Linked DNA regions of Gossypium hirsutum: region 1 is linked to region 2. Evidence: chromatin contacts called from public Hi-C data. All regions are on one chromosome and are shown on one strand. Each heading gives the region's core, a stretch centred on a gene start, on an enhancer-like site or on the middle of the called end of the contact. The rest is flanking DNA. Distances are from core to core; before and after follow the strand shown. Region 1 holds the start of LOC107923953 (ETO1-like protein 1). Region 2 has its middle 16 kb from the start of LOC107923651.

The links. Hi-C and Micro-C count contacts between places; a contact is called where the count stands out from the background.
Region 1: a Hi-C map of leaf shows a contact between it and region 2, with 2.6 times the contacts expected there. The contact joins the promoter of LOC107923953 here to the enhancer-like site in region 2. A contact is called at or near these places in 16 of 34 Hi-C or Micro-C datasets (anther, callus, fibers and 4 more).

Annotation. Positions count from the first base shown.
Region 1 is chrA11:14,373,722-14,379,903 of Gossypium_hirsutum_v2.1, forward strand. LOC107923953 (ETO1-like protein 1) reads left to right here and starts at 3,746. Exons shown (of 5, transcript XM_016854173.2): 1 at 3,746-4,750; 2 at 4,852-6,182. The coding sequence starts at 4,620.
Region 2 is chrA11:14,241,163-14,246,859 of Gossypium_hirsutum_v2.1, forward strand. No RefSeq gene overlaps it. Among protein-coding and RNA genes, the nearest start is that of LOC107923651, 16 kb to the left of the region's middle. Within about 2 kb of position 1,904, at least 2 of the 9 cell types and tissues checked have an H3K27ac peak or open chromatin away from gene starts, as enhancers often do. A contact at or near this core is called in hypocotyl and leaf, where this site is marked.

The DNA of each region.
Region 1 (6,182 bases), core at 2,496-4,995, 130 kb after region 2:
ATAATAATCTAATTGGCTAAAATATGCCATAAGTCTATGTACCTTTTGTAAATTTAAAATTTAGTCTCTATACTTTTATTTTTAGAAAATTAGCTCTTTTACTTTTTAAATTTTAAAATTTAGATCCAACTATTAATATTGTTAAAATTATTTTACAAATCAGGTTCATTATAAAGTCATTCTTTAGTTATATAGCTAACAAGTATTTTTTTAAATGTCACATCAATAAATTTAACAAAAAAAATTAATAATGCCAATAGCTAAACTTAAATTTTAAAATCTGAAAATTAAAGAACTAAATTCCTAATAATAAATATACAAAGAATAAATTCTAAATTTAGAGAGTTATAGCATATTTCAAACTTATCAAATTTACGATTTAACGTGGTTAATCTCCAAAATGAAAAGAAAAAGAAATCCGTAACACGGCCAGGAGGCGACGACCCACCAGCAGACGCCGTGTAATGATCAAATAATTTGGGAGTGATGTCCCACCAATTCAGTCATTAAAGTCTACACCTCAAAGCTTAGCCACCGTCCATGAGTTGAACCATGCCTCATTTATTTTCATCATCTCCTCCTATCTTATTATGCATGCTTTTACTGCTCATTAAAACGACGAGCTGCAGCAGGTCAACTTAAGATTGGAGCTTTGTCTTGTCAATGGATTTGGTTTCAGATTTGATCACTTATGGGTTTGGGGTCATTTTCCCATTACTCTGCTCTATATTTGAGAATCAATATCATGATTATGTTCAAATTCAATTCTTTGAAGTAATTTTCTTTTTCTAGAATTAATAGTTTTAGACCACAATATTATTATATATTGTATAATAATATCATTTATTAGTATGTATAAGAATTTATTTAAATATAGAACATTCAAAATAAGTTTAACTCTAATTTTTATGCTTGAAAAATAGATCTTTTTATTCTTTTTATAATATTATTAATTGTCCAAAATAACCGAGTGAAGTTATTGGAATGAAAACCCAAATTGAGACGTAGGGTGGGTGGTGACGAGTAGCGAGTGGGTCAATCTGCCTGGCCGAAATGAGTTGGTTCCAGCATTTGTCAAACAGACATATCTCTGCTTTCACATGCTATTTTCTTCTCCCCGGATATTGGCGTTGGAGAACAAAGTATGTTTCTATTGCTGATTGGTTGGCCAATAGAAACTTGGTATTCGTCGAATAGACTTTGTGCATATAGGGGATCTTAGCAATTCTTTTAATAAATTATATTAATAACCATTCAATTATATTACGATTTTTTTTCCCAATTATAACTGTTACAAAATAGTTATCTGATTATTTAATTTTGTCATTTTTTATCACCAGTTAACTAATGACGGTAGCTTTAAAAAATGGGCATGATAACAACTTTAATCTTTAATATTTATAAATTATGTCATTTTAATATTGATTCTAAAAAAAAATTTAACTCTTGACAATTACAAATTCTATAAATTGGTCTCTTTTTTTTGTTGTTTTGCTTTTTATTTTTGTTATATTAAGGGTTAATCTTAAAAGAATGAAAAAAGATATAAATTATAATCTTAAATTTTTTGATGTTTTCATTTTTTGTCTATTTGCAGTCAAATTTAGCTAATAAATTTATTGATTTAGCTTTTTTAAGTGAAAGGAATACAAAGAAAAACAAATTTGTAAAAAAGACTAAATTGCACAATGTGTAAATATTAAGGTTAGATTTTTAGAATCAAAATTAAATTGACTCATTATACAAATTTAAATGTTAAAGTTGTTATTTTGTCAATTTTAAAAGCTTATACCATTCGTCATATGGTGACCAAAAAAAAACAAAATTAAATAATTGAGTGTTCATTTTATAACTTTTCATAATTGATGGTAAAAAAATTTTAATAATTAAATATAAAAAATAAATAATAATTAAATGACTACTAATATAATTTACCCTAATTTTTTTATGTAATTACCTTTTCCTTGATTAGTTGCTAGTTAATTAGTTTAGGGACTTCTCCTCTTAATTTAATATTTTTTACAATGAAAAATATATTATGCTATTTTTAATAAATTAAAAAACAATCGCTTAACTCTGCTAACCATTAATGCAATAGCAAATGACAAACCAATTACTTATAAATGAAATATAAATGTATATTATATAAAACAAAAACAAAAACAAAAAAAAACCCTAAAAATTTTCTATATAAAATAGAGCGAAAGAAGTACTGAATTTTTAAGTAATGATTAGCGCTATTAATTTAAAATAAGAAAAAGCAAAAAGAAAAGCTTTTGACTAAATGGCTTTTTGGGTTATTAGATATTATCCACGTGGGGCCCAAAATTTTAGTGGCTCTGTTCTGTCTGTCTCCCAAAATGAAATTTTCAAAACTAGTAATCAATTTGTTTTTCATTTTTAAATAATAAAAAAAAAGGAGTACTTAATCTCTGCTTACTATTCAGGCAAGAAAAAACAATCTCCGCTTTCCGTAATTCAAATCTTCAATCCACCAATAAATTGTGATTTGTTTAATCCATTGCCAACTTTGAGATGTCTTCTGGTTGAATTTTAAGCTCTAATCATAAGATCCAGCCTGATTTATATAATAAATAAATTGCAACGCATTTGGTATTTCGCCTAACACAATAATTATTTTTATTTAATCACACTTTAGTATAAATATTATTGTTAATACAAGAGAATATGAGTTCAAGAGTATTAAAATGTATTGTACTTCTATTTATGAATTAAAAAAATTATTAATAATTTTAGATATTTTATCAAAAAAATTAATATGATCGAAACCTCATAAAATTATTTTAAAAATAGTAGTTTTACCTCTTGTTTTCAATCATACTTTTTTAAAAATAAAATTATTTTGCTATGAAGCATTTCTAAAACCCTCTTTAAAATAATTAAAAATTTCTATTATTTTAAAAAAATAAAAATTATTTTTTATAAATTTATATTATTAAAAGAAAAAAATTTGGTATATTAGTAATAAAGTTTTTAGATTCTACAAACAAAGTGAGAGGTTGACAAGTAAAATATTTAAAAAACAATCGTGTGTAATTGTGGAATAAAGAAAATATAATATTAGTGTCCATTGTTTAATAAGTCTTCAATTTTAGAAGTTTTTGTTTGCTCTTGTAACACGTTTTTTAGTCTTGTTTGTGCATGTAATCTTAGCTTTACAAGTGATTTTAGGGATGATTTTGTTGTCGTCCTCTCTAGTTTGATAAATCCTCGATTTTTTTGTCGATTGTCGCTAACCACTTTGGACCATCCGGGGCTGATTTCCTTATCGTATTTAGTGTTTGCAATCACTCCAGATATGTCGTGCTTGTGGATGCTGAGGCTAAAGTTTTTGTTGTGTTGATGAAGCTTGTAATTCACCATCTATGACGAATGCTTGTTATTATTTTATTAAAATATATGGTTCCATTCATTCAATGAATTAATGAATTTAACTTTAAAAAATATTAACCCTTATTATAATATTTAATATTAAATAAATCTAATTTTTCCAAAAAAAACAAATCTAATTTTATTGAAAATTGATTTAAGATATTACTAAATGACATTTATTTTCTTTAAAAGTTCCATATTTTTCGGCTCAAAAACTTGTACTGAAATTATTTATTCTTTTTTTTTATTCTAAAATTATTTTATTCTAAAATTCATTTATTTTATCATAAAAATTGATGTACATGAGCCAACTATACAATAATCCTTTACTAAAATTATTTTAATCTGCCAGTCTCTCTCTGACCATCCCACTTTCTTTCCTTTCAATTTTTTTATTACAATTATTTAAGCGTAGTTATGTTTTTCTTTTCTTTTTTTGGGGGGTATTTTCTTCCAAGCTGTATTTCTGGTGTCCAATGTAAATGAGTGAGAAAAGAAAAAGAAAAAACAAGATATAACTTTCCCTTTTGCCAAACAAAAGAAACGTTACAAACAGCATAGGAAAGTGGAGGCAGTGGACACTCAGGAATTTCTATCTTTATTTTTCTTTTCTTTTTTGTTCCCTTTTGATTCAAACTTTGATCTCCCTCTGCCTCTGCCTTCTCCAAAGCCTCACCTCAGCTTTTCCTCGTCCAACTCTCTTCTATCTCTTTCTCACTCTCCATAACTAAGAGTGTGTTTCTCAAGGCATTTTGGCTTTATTTTGGGCTTGGTTTGCTTTGAGGTAAAGATCTTCGATTAATTGTTATTGGGTAATTGATTAAGTTTGGATGTGTCTTAACAACCTCGACTAGTTGATTTTTCTTTTACAGTGGACAGAATCAATTTCTCCTTTAATTTCTTGTGTGTAATTATAGACTGTACCGGTTTGTTTAATAGATGCTCCATACTGAAAATATAGTGAATGATTGTTTGTTTCTGGTGTTTTGTTGGCTTGTATTAAATGTCTTTAATAGAAGTTTTATTGCTTGGTGAGATGGGAGGGAAGGGTGTTTTAGCCCAGTAGTAGTAGTGTGATTATAAATAAGAAAGGGAACTGTTCTGGATTTTTTTTTCTTCAAAAATTTTCTTTGAGTGTGTTTTTTGAGTTTTGGAAAGAGAGAAGAGCAAGAAGACCCTATTTGGTTATTGTGGAGATCTGGGACTTGTTTAATCTGTTATGCCCAATGAGGACTTTCTTTCCCTCTGATTCATGTAAAGAGTCACAGCTTAATGCTATCAACCCTCAGTCTTGGCTCCAAGTTGAAAGAGGGAAGCTTTCAAAATTATCTTCTTCTCATACCAATTCTTCATCCATGTAAGTATTTGTTTTGATTTAATGAGTTTCTTCTAGTTTCCATTTATTTTTTATTTTTTTTTGGAAGTTGAATTGAGATTGTTTTCGTAAATTTGCTGTAGAGAATCATTTATCAAGGTTCCTGAGCCACCGATATTGCCCTTCTTTAAACCTATTGACTATGTAGAGGTTTTAGCTCAAATTCATGAAGAGATGGAGTCATGTTCTCCTCAAGAGAGGTCGACTCTTTATTTATTACAATTTCAGATCTTTAGGGGCCTTGGAGAAACCAAATTGATGCGAAGAAGCCTCCGCTCTGCTTGGCAGAGGGCTGGCACTGTCCATGAGAAGCTTGTTTTTGGGGCATGGTTAAGATATGAAAAGCAAGGAGAAGAACTTATTGCTGACTTGCTTGCGACTTGCAATAAGTGCGCACAAGAGTTTGGGCCAGTAGATGTTTCTCAGCTTCAAGTCGAGGTGAATGGCTGTTCGAAGGAGACTGTTGTGATGAAGGGGGACAAGAGCCTGGAAAATGTGAACTTTAAGATTGGTGATGAGATAATAGTTTGTGATAGGCAGAAGATTGCTTCTCTTTCGGCCCCATTTCATGCTATGCTTAATGGGTACTTCACTGAGTCGTCTTCTCAGGACATTGATTTATCTGAAAACAATATCTCCCCATTGGGTATGAGGACAATTGGTGAGTTCAGCATCACAGGCAGTTTGAGTGAAGTTCATCCTGATCTTTTATTGGAAATACTAGTTTTTTCAAATAAGTTCTGTTGCGAAAGACTCAAAGATGCTTGTGATAGGAAACTTGCATCTTTGGTTTGCACCAAAGATGATGCTGTGGAGTTTATGGAATACGCCATCGAACAGAATTCCCCTGTCCTGGCAGCATCATGTCTGCAAGTTTTCTTACACGAACTGCCTGATTGTTTGAATGATGAACGGGTGGTGGAAATATTTAGCCATGCAGATAGACAACAGAGATCAATCATGGTTGGACTGGCCTCATTTTCGCTGTATTGTTTGTTAAGTGAAGTAGCTATGAACCTTGATCCCCGATCTGATAAAACTGTTTGTTTCCTAGAACAATTGATTGAATCAGCTGAAACTGATAGAGAGAAATTGCTAGCTTTTCATCAGTTGGGATGTGTAAGGCTTCTGAGGAAAGAGTATGATGTAGCAGAAGGTCTTTTTGAGAAAGCTGTGAGTTTGGGTCATGTTTACTCCATTGCCGGTTTGGCTAGACTGGGTTACATTAAGGGTCATAAACTCTTTTCTTATGAGAAGCTCAGCTCTGTGATTTCTTCTGTTAACCCACTGGGGTGGATGTATCAGGAAAGGTCATTATACTGTGAAGGTGATAAAAGGTCAGAAGACCTTGAGAAAGCAACCGAACTTGACCCAACTCTCACATACCCCTACATGTATCGGGCTGCTTCCCTAA
Region 2 (5,697 bases), core at 654-3,153:
TGATCCAGTCCCAAACAAATTGTCCCATCTACTTTGTTGACAGTGCTGGCAAAAACAAAGTTGCATTTGTCTTCCTGCCAATCTGCATGCTTCATGCACAGTTTCTTTACTCGGGGGAGTTTCCCCTACATCGTCAGGTTTTTTTTTCTTTTCTTTTGGTATACAAGAAAACCCTCCAATAATAATAAAATTAGAGTCACAAATCCGGTTAATATTACTTGTTAAAATAATTATTTATGAACTAATTAGACTATATCCTGAATTCAAAAACCATCCACTTTAGTTTGTGATATTTATACAATTGTTTATGCATTTCTGTTTACGCAAGTATTAAAGAAGGTTAAAAATACAGAATCATGAAAAAGTGAAGATTAACAATCCATTAAGAATATAAATAGAGATTTTTGAGTATTTTACGGAGAGAAAGTACGTTAACGAAGCGAAAAACAAATTGCAAGCACATATTGAATCAAACCAAAAGGTGCGTGCGTAAACATCCACATCCTACTAGTAATGCACAAGACAGCAGTGATGCGAATGCCAGTAGTGGTAATATCAATGTGTTGCTGTAGCTGCAAATAATCATAGTGGGAAACTTAGCCTTCTGGGAGGCGTGATATAAAATAGCACCGGCCACCATTTGTGGTTGGATTTTCTCTGCTGGGTGCTGCAGAGAAAATGAGTGGTGCTCATATCAATGTCTAAAATGTGAAATGATTGGGTCATTCAAAGAGAGTGACACCCGAAAAACTGAAAATGCAAAAGTCGAGTAAAGAATATATTCATGGTTCAATTCTGTCATCATCGCTGAGTTGACCTAATTAGTGTTGGTCCCAGATATAAATCAAAACTATGATTACATGGTTTATGGTTAGAAACAACAACAGTTTTAAATGAAAATTTCAATCTGTTTCTGATGACAATGCAAAGGGTTCTTACATTCTTTACCTCATTAAAAAAAAAAGAAAAAGAAAACAAAAGCTTATAATTAAGATCTCAGCCCACTGGCCAAAATGGTGTCTGAAAGCATAGGTTGAAATTGTCCTTTTTGATCCTCTACAGGTTTTATCCTCAAGCGCGCCTTTAATTTACGTGTAGTAATGAGTTTGAATCAGCTTTAAAGACATATTTAAGAGTGGTAAAACTTTGAAGGTGCCCAAAAAGATAATTACGACACATGTCAAACCCAATAGACTGGGTAGGGTCGAGCTACGTACTGCATTTGGATTCGACTAACCATCTGTTTACAGTAATGAGTGAAGGGATTAGCCGTAAGCAAAATGAAATTATTTGTTGCCATTTATCCTTCACTTTCAATTCTGAACAACTGTCCTAAACAAACATTCTGGAACGTCTAAATGGATTATCAGCTTCTTTCTTCAGTTTCTTGGTTTTTACTAATTGGATAAGCATATCCTAATTATTTTGGCAAGTGATAATCATTGAGGCATCTGGTTAGTTTTTCTGATAGCTTTGAAAGCTGAGATTCATCCCCTCAAACCACAAGCTTTATCCATACATTATTTGGCTAACAAATATTGGCACTACACACAAATCATAATACCTTTGACTTGGCAAGAATTTTAGTAGCTTCCAATAAGAACAGGACAGTAAAGTTTCAATAAAAAGTGAGGTGATCATCTATGCCCACGGATCATGATCATGAATAAAGAAGGGAATGATCTTAAAAGAAATAATAAAAGAATGTACATAACTGTAGCTGAAAAATCGAATTTGGAAACACTAAGATGGAAAGAAACAACCACTTGTTTGCTGATATATACAGCCATCTCATTACACATGTTCATGTTTCCTCTTTTTCTCATCACACACAGTGTGTTAGCTAGCCCACATGTCCATACCACTTCAAACTTTTTCCTTGACTGCTACATAGGTGCTTAATTTCTTGTCCACCTCTGAATAAAAACCAACTTTTTTTTCCATATTGGACTCCTCTCTAGGTCTCTCCATTGTAAACCCTTTGTCCTTTTACAGGTGACCACCCACGTTCATGAATATGTAAATACGCACCACGGAGACAATATATGGATAAGAATATTCCTGTGGTCCAAACTAGAAAATGGTATAGGATCTTGTATTCTCTCTAAAGAAAGAAGAACCCATTCCACTAACATGCGTTGCCTACTTTATAAGCAGCTTTAATCGTTGTGCGATCTAGAAATGAATCGTTTTGACCCTACCTCCTCAAACTATGGTTATCACTAGTCAATATTGAGCATTTATGGGATGGTTAAGTTATATCTGTCTAGTTTAAGTGCAAGCCCGACTGGTTGAGCTACCATGGATACTGCACCTTCAAATTGGGAATTGGCAAATGGGGCAGCCCTGGCTCTTCATGGAACATGATAATGTTGTCTGGCGACATATTCGGGCAATTGGAAACAAACAAAAAAACAAGATGAACCCAACACGAGTTTGCAACTTGTCTTGTTCCTTAAGTCAACGGAATAATATTTTCTGTTATATGCAGAGGCCTATCTATAATAGGTTTTGGAACAAAATTCCTTGTTAGAAGGCATCACAGTTTTAACAGATCTGTCACGATTGTACACATTTTTGTACTGCGCAAACCGCAGCCAAAAACATTTTTTATTAATGAAATACTTGGTAAGATTTTCTTCAGTTTTTGATGAATTCTTCTCACGGCATCTGAGGCCAAAGCTGCATGGAGGATCAATACAGTAGATGTTGACATAAAGAGTATGCCAATTCCTAGTTTAATGAACCTCCTTTTCAAGATTCCTGTGTGTGGTGAAATCTGCTTTGAGTTGTCCCACGCTTTTCTTCTAGTCAACTTCCTTTATTTTAATTTGATAACCTTTTCTTTTCGTAAGTATCACTATTGATCTGTCTTTCTCGTATAGTAAGTAGAGTAGCAACTTGAGAGAGATAAGCAAGGAGAGGGATTAATCTAAGCTCACAAACATTCGTAAAATGGAACTTAATATATAGTTAAAGCAACCAAACATTTAAAACTAGATTATGATACCCTTAAATTATATAAAAATTTATTAAAATTAACATAAATATTAAATATTATTTTAATTGAAACAATAAAATATGGGAGTAACTTACAATTATATAAAAACTGAGGTTGTTTTTAGGCACTAATAAAATTTTGTCACATCATCAAATCTTAAAAGACATGAAATTATTGTTATACACTCATCCATAGAAAAATTATTTTATGGAACCTTCCCACCATATTATTTATTGTCTATTTTCAATTATTTAATGACATTTCAATAAATTTTTTTATATCATTGACATATAATTTTAATAATCTTTTTATTATTATTATTTTAAACTTCAAACTCGTAACCTCAAACCTTTGAACAATGAACCTAAACTAGTAACTTGTAACTCCAAACTCTTGAACTCGAACCATGAACCCTGAAACCTAAACCTTAAATTCCAAGCCCAAACCTTTAACCTCAAGGTTCGAGTTCAAGATTTGGAGTTCAGGGTAAAATAATTACCAAAATTATGTGTCATTGACATGGAAAAAACTGCACAAAATTACTATTTTTTAAAAAAATATTGGTTGCACAAAAATAAAAAATTATTAACTTATAGAAAAAAAAAAACAAAATGATTGAAACTTGTAAAAGAAGAAAAGATGTTTGTTTATAATTTAAAAATTAATTATTTTAAATAATTTAATTAAAGTTAATTTAAATGGGAGAAGATATTAAATATAGATGAGTGTATAAAAATACTTTATTATCTTTAAAATTTAATAACGTGACACTATTTTATTAGTACCTAAAAACTACACTTTTTAAAATCATCTTAATATAATTTATTTCCTAAAAAAATAAATCAATCAAAATTTTATACATCTATTTAATAGAAAAAAAGAAAAAAAGAGAGTCAAAACTCATCCTTCTTTAATTTCATTTCATTTTAAAAATTAGAAGGAAAAGTCCCTTCATTTGAAATTAGAAATTAAGAAAGGCCCACCAAAAAAATACGAAGGGTATACATTTATTTTTTTGCAATTTTTGTAACACGTACAATTTTCTATATTTATCAAAATATAAATATATATAAATTTTCTTAAAATAATATTTATTACATTGTAAAATAAATAAGTTTATGAAAAAATTACAATTGAGTAGGAATCCGGTTAATAGGTAACATCAATTCAATTAAAAACATTATATAGTTTATAAATATACTCTCAATTACAAACAAACAGTTAGAAGAAGTGGAAGTGGATACATTTCCTAAACATTTGGAGGCCAAGTTCAAATCATGAAGTTATTATTGTAGAGAAGGTTTTACTTAAATATCGTCTTTGCTGGATTAAATTAAGTATCAAATTTAAGGTATAAAATTTGTTTGGTATATTTCTTAAAATTAAGTATAATAAATGTAATTTTTTAAACCTTAGTAAGTTATTTAAGGATTAAAGTTAAAAGAAATAAAAAAAAAGAATTAAAAATTTGATATATTAAGTGATAAGTAGCTAGTTATCTACTTATTATTTTCAACATTTTTTCATTAAAAAAATTCTATCAATTGCTTTTTATTTTGGATTATCAAACATGTTTAGAAATTAAATATTAATTTTAAGTTGAGTGTTGTTTGATATGAAAAAATAAGTGTTGAAATTTTAACAACTGAATTTAGGTTATAAAATATATTTGATATTTTACTAAAAATTAATTATGGAATATAATTAAATTGTTTGATAAATATAAATTTTAAAGTATAAAAAATTATATTCTAAATTTTATCCTTAATTTTTAAATATTTTACTTTATTCTAAATAAAAGTCAAATTTTAAAGTAACATTTTTATAAGATAATATAATATTAAAATAAATAAAATTGAATTGAATTAATTGAAATTGTTCTCTTATTTACTTATAATTTCCATACTTTTTTATAAAAAAATATCAGATTATTTTTTATTTTAAATTATCAAACAAATATAAAAAATTAAATCATTAAAATATCAATTTTCAATCAATTTAATTTTTTCAACCGTTATCAAACAGTTATAATAAGCCCAATTTAAATATATATACAAGGCCTGTATCATCATCATCATACATGTCCCAGCAAGAAGTAAGGGGTGGAGGGGGGGGGGGATCTTCTAGCCCGTTTCTGAAGCGGTGAAACCCAGTTTTAAGGGCATCATCATATCGTTATGAAGATGACATCACTAAAAATTGTAGGAAAGAAAGAGAAAACTTTTGCAATTACATAATGTTGAATCTGTTGCTGCTATTATTACTTGGGGACTTGGGGTAAACGCAGAGACGGGTTAAGTGTTGATATGCATTAACTATGGGTTTGAAGTGTGATGAAGCAAAATCAGTTATTAATTAAGGGTCATCTAATCTCCAGCCAAGGCAAATAATGATCCACCAAGCTCTATGCCTAAAGTTAGTGTAGGTTCCAAGGAAACATTATTCAAACTTTAATACAACAATAACAGTATTCAACTGAGTGAGTGTCGGCTACATTCCTACCAAAAAGATGATTTCACTTTTTCTAAAGTACGATATAAAGTAATTGAAAATACAAACCGTTACACCTCTTTTTATAATCACCACCTTTTACATTATATTACAAAATATACTCATATCAATATTGTATTTTAGTGATCATTTTTATTATTTTTTACAAAATATCTATTTTTTCTATTTTCTTCATTTTCACTGTT